Regions from separate parts of the Sus scrofa genome. Here region 2 is linked to region 1. The links are chromatin contacts, called in public promoter capture Hi-C maps. All regions are on one chromosome and are shown on one strand. The core of a region is the stretch at or near the end of the contact, and the rest is flanking DNA. Distances in the headings are between cores, read along the strand shown.

What was found. Promoter capture Hi-C pulls out the DNA fragments that hold promoters and counts their contacts.
Region 2: a promoter capture Hi-C map of liver shows a contact between it and region 1, with 14 times the contacts expected there. The contact joins the enhancer-like site here to the promoter of MAF in region 1. A contact is called at or near these places in 2 of 5 promoter capture datasets (fetal skeletal muscle and liver), 10 of 47 Hi-C or Micro-C datasets (embryonic fibroblasts, fetal skeletal muscle, heart right ventricle and 6 more) and 1 of 2 datasets of contacts at active chromatin or transcription factors (skeletal muscle).

What each region holds. Positions count from the first base shown.
Region 1 is chr6:8,467,482-8,469,994 of Sscrofa11.1, reverse strand. MAF (transcription factor Maf) reads right to left here and starts at 1,259. Exons shown (of 3, transcript XM_021097066.1): 1 at 93-1,259. The coding sequence starts at 1,213.
Region 2 is chr6:9,744,471-9,746,983 of Sscrofa11.1, reverse strand. The region is part of intron 5 of WWOX (WW domain-containing oxidoreductase); the gene reads left to right. Among named protein-coding and RNA genes, the nearest start is that of WWOX, 130 kb to the left of the region's middle. Within about 2 kb of position 1,258, at least 17 of the 83 cell types and tissues checked have an H3K27ac peak or open chromatin away from gene starts, as enhancers often do. A contact at or near this core is called in liver, mesenteric adipose tissue, omental adipose tissue and 3 more, where this site is marked.

The DNA.
Region 1 (2,513 bases), core at 10-2,509:
GCAAGGCTCTGGAACTGGCAAGCCCACACCCGAGTCGGACCCCCATGGAGCACTTATCAAGGTGGCTAGCTGGGATCGCGTGTCAGACTCACATGAAAAACTCGGGAGAGGACGGGTTGTCGCTGCTCGAGCCGTTTTCTCGGAAGCCGCTGCTCACCAACTTCTCGTATTTCTCCTTGTACGCGTCCCTCTCGCGCACCAGCCTGGAGATCTCCTGCTTGAGGTGGTCGACCTGCTGCAGCAGCTGGTTCTTCTCGGACTCCAGGACGTGCCTCTGCTGCACCCTCTTGAAGCGGCAGGACTGGGCATAGCCGCGGTTTTTCAGGGTCCGCCTCTTCTGCTTCAGCCGGATCACCTCCTCCTTGCTGACCCCGCGCAGCTGCCGGTTCAGCTCGCGCACCGACATGGTCACCAGCTGCTCATCGGAGAAGCGGTCGTCGAAGTGCAGGCCGCCGGCGGCGTGGTGCGGGTGCAGGGCGCCCCCCGCCCCCGCCGCTCCGCCGCCGCCTCCGCCGCCGCCGCCGCCGCCGCCGCCCCCGGCGCTGGCCGGGCCGCCGCTGCCCGCGCCGCCCGCGCCACCGGCCGAGGCGGACGCGCTGCCCGCGGCGCCGGGCGCGCCGGCCGTCGGGTGGTGGTGGTGGCCAGCGGCGTGGTGGTGGTGGTGGTGGTGGTAGTGCGGGCCCGCGCCGCTCTGCGCAGCGGCCGCGGCGATCACGGCGGACACCACGGCGGCGGCGGGGCCCATCTCCTCGCCGCTGCCGCCCAGGGAGGCGCCGGCGCCGGCCCCGGCCGCCGAGGCCAGCTGCTGCGCCCCGCGCGCGTAGCCATCGAAGCCGCCCTGGAGCTGGTGGCTGTTGCTGATGAGCGCCTCGACCGCGTCCTCGGGGCTGAAGCCCAGCGCCTCGGGGTTCAGCTGCTGCGGATAGCCGGTCATCCAGTAGTAGTCTTCCAGGTGCGCCTTCTGCTCGCTGCCCGAGCCCGGGCTGGGCGCCGAGAAGCTGGGGGAAGGGGGCACCGAGCTGCACGGCGTGCTCATGGGGGTGGAGGACAGCGAGCCCCCGGCGATGAGACGGCCGCACTGGCTGATGATGCGGTCGGTCTCCACCGGTTCCTTTTTCACTTCAAACTTCATCAGATCGAAGTCATTAACATATTCCATGGCCAGGGGACTGGTGGGCAGGTCGGAGTTGCTCATTGCCAGTTCTGATGCCATTCTCCTGCCGCCGCCGCCGCCGCCGCTCCGCCAGATGGGCTGCAGGAGAGGGGCCAGCGGGCTGTGCTGGGTGGCCAGCGGGTGAGCCAGCTTGCCGGGCTGGGGCGCTTCTAGCTCGCGCGGCGGTGGCTGGCCCGAAACCTCCGAGCGCGCACACACCCCCCCGCCCTGCCCGCGCCCCCGCGCCCGCCCTCCCTCCCCCTGCTCACGCCAATGTGCTCGCTGCTCGCCCGGGCCCCTCCTCGCCTGCTCGTCTCCTAGCGCGCCGAGCCGGCGGCTTCAGGCTCGGGAAGGTCCTCCGCGGGTTGCGGTGGCGGCGGCGGCGGCGGCGGCGGCGAAGCCGGAGGAGCCCGGCCGGGTGCGCGGCGTCCCCCGCTCGCCGCTCCGCTGCGCCCTTTGCATAAGGAGGGCTCGCCTCGCCGGCCTGGGCTGCAGGCGGGGCGCGCGCGGCGGCCGCTCGGGGCTGGAAGCGCGGCGGGCGGCTGTCCGGGCGGCGCTGGCCTTGGCACGGGGGAGTTAACACTTCATGCTTCTCGCCTCCTCTTCAGCCTGGCTCTTTTTATTTTTTTTTTCTCTTTCTTTCCTCTCTCTCTCTCTCTCTCTCTTTCTCTCTCTCTCCCTCGCGCTCTTCCTCCCTCCGTGCAAAGTGCAAGACAGAGGTGCAGCCGGGCTGGAGGAAAGGGAGGGGGGAGTTGAGTTCTTTCTTGGCTTTTTTTTTTTTTTTTTTTTTTAAAGCAAAATAGCGAAGTCCCGGGGAAAGGCGAGGCGGAGAGCAAAAGGGGGGAGGCCGAGCCGACGAGCAGCCCGAGCTACAGCTCGAAGATGAAAAAAAGATTTTAAAGCCTCTGATCCAGCAAGAAGAGTTTAAAGCAATTGCTGAGTTTTATAGCACTTGTGACGTCAGGCCCAAATGGGAAATTGACTGGTACTCCAGACCAATGGGAGGCGGCCGCGATTAGCATAATAGTGTAGAGACAAGGAAACTTTTCGGAGCTGTCAATCAGGGCCCAATCAGCTGACTGTCAGCTGGGACGGGCAGCCTTAACCCTTCCCGCTCCGCAGCCTCCTCAGGAGGCTGCAGAGCCGGGAACAAAGTTTGGTGTAAGAGGGGAAGGAGTTTTCCAGCGGCGCTGTGGGAAACCAGGTGGACCGGGAGGCCGATTTGCTTTACTTTGGAGCGAGAGAGGCCTGCCTTCCGGAGCCCCAGCTTGCCTGCCACTCCCTCAGCGGAGATTGGCCTGACCCCCACTCTCTGGATCCTGTATTCGCCAGGCAGCTTCTTCTCTTTACTCCACCTTCG
Region 2 (2,513 bases), core at 9-2,508, 1.3 Mb before region 1:
TTCCTGCAGATTTGGGGCAGCGATAAGAAAAGCTCCCTTTGGGAAACTGGGAGACTATCTCCAGGGTTTCTCGCTCTCTGTGTGTGTGGGGGGGGGAATAAATATTCACGCGCACACACATGAGAGGAATAAAATTATTTGTTTTGAATTTGAATTTACTTTCGCTTTTGGAAGACCGCATAAGATCTATAAAAATCCTTTGAAAAACGGGAAGTGCTTCTCAAGTATTATTTTCACGTTCTGTCATTGATTTGGAAATTCAGAAGGAATGAATATCTGTATTTGTTTATTTCTAAAGCCCTTGGCTTCCTTTGGGGCCACTACCTGTTAGAGGCGTGTGGAAGGGAAGGCCAGGAAGAGATACTTACCATTTTGGCAGGGAGTGGTCCCTTCAGCTGGAAGCAGTCCAGGTTCTAAGTCAGACACTGGCGTGGTGTTTTCCTGTGTTTTCACATACCTGAAATGCTGTCCAAACCTCGTCAGTGACCAGCGTGCTTAACTGCCATTTCATCGTTGTACACGTTGGTCTACCTCTTTTCGAGGGCTGCCTTCCCCATGGTAACATGAAGGTTACCCCATGAAGGATATTTTTAAGGTGCTGTGGTGGCCTGGCAGCCTCATGTTGGAATTCTCCCTCCACGAATGGACTCCGTTCTATGAATAGGTACCATTTCAGCTTAACTAAGACTTTAAAACGTTCTCCCTTGATGATTCACTTTTCACACCAAGATGCCCCTTAATCCGCCAGAACCTGTCAGTGTTCTCTTCTCCTTGGGCCTCTGCGCTGATTCCCTCCCCAGCAAACAGGCGCCCCCAGTGCTTGGCCCAGGAGTTACTACCTGATGGGCCCCCGTTCCTCGTCTCTCTCTGCAGGTACTGTGCGCCCTGACATTCTAAGCTGCCTGCAGGAAGAAGGGGCGCGGGCCCAGCATCCTGATTATGTTAGGAGAACATAAGACCCATTTAAAAAAATTCCTGGATTATGAATGAATCGAGCATGCACACAGCGGTTCCATTTTTAAAAAGCTTTGTGAATGCTAACTCATACGCAGCCTTTAGAAATTTGAAGTCTAACATTCAGAATGCTCTAATCCCTAAATTCTCTGGTTCAGGTTATGCTATTTTTATGAGTATTAATTTCCATACAGGCCTTTAAAAATCAATTGCTCCCTGTAATTACAACACTGCGTTCTAGTGTTTGTGATATATCACACGGGGATACTTGAGGGTCATCAGGAGTTCACGGGTGTGGTGCTGGGGCCAAGGCCTCGCCCCAGGGCGCTGGCTCCAGCGGCCTTGTTTTTGTATGTCTCGGCAGGGTTTACAAGTTACTCAATAGCCGAGATTGCTGTTCCATCGTGCCTGTTTCGTTTTCAAAGCGTTGAAAAAGAGTATTCTCTAAAACTCCAGTATTTTGGGAAGTCTTGGACTTGATAAGGCATTTTCGAAATTGAAGAACTAGGAAACCATAGAAACAAAATGCTTATAATTCTCCCAAGTCAAAAGCTAACTCTGATTTTATTATGCATTGACCACAAGTCACTGTATGTTGGATTGATCGGGGGAAAAAGAACCACAGGTCTCTATTGTAAAAGTAGAAGTAAAATGACCCACAGGTCTCCTAACGTAAGGGATTTCAAAATTAAATCCAACTTAAAAAAACCAACCCCGACTGAGTTGATACAGCAGGATCTTGGATACAGGTTGGTTTGTTTATTTTTATTTTTTTACCCCAGTGATTAGGATAACAACACCACTTCTAATTTCCTGCTGGGTGACCTGGAAAACGGTTGACTTGACAGTGGGTCCTTTTGTCAAGAGAAGATGGGAAGGAAAAGAAACCCCTACCCCATACCCGTCGGCTTTAAAATAAGAAAATACACACACACACACACACACACACACACACACGTTACGAAGTTGGTAAAGGTGATGGAAGAAAATGTTGTGCCTCATTCATAATTAATTTTAAATTATTATGAAATATTTATTGTTGTTATTGGTGAGGAAAGGGCTGTGCCAAGTCTCCTGTCTTCAGATAGCTCCGGACTTTAAAGTGGAGCGTGGCCGTGCTTGTCATTCTCGGTTTGTGGCCTTTCATGGTTGTGTGTGTGTGTGTGTTTCTGGAAGGGGATGCGCCTCACTGTCGTTAGCTCTTCTTGTTTAAAGTCTAGTTGATTTTCAAGGTTGTGACCATCTCTTTGCTGCAACAGAGCGATTCAGTTATACGTGTACACACAGCAGCCCTTCTTGTTCCGATTCTTTGCCCACGTGGGTTATCACAGACTGTTGAGGAGATGGCCTGGGCTCTACAGCAGGTCCCTGCTGCCCATCCATTTCCTGTACCATGTGCCAGTCCCCAACCCCAGTCCAGCCCTCTCCCCGACCTTTCTGATTTGGTAACCATAGCTTGTTTTCAAAGTCTGTGAGTCTCTGTGTTTTGTAAATAAGTTCATTTGTATCCCTTTTTTTAGATTTTACATGCAAGTGATATCACATGGTATTTGTCTAAC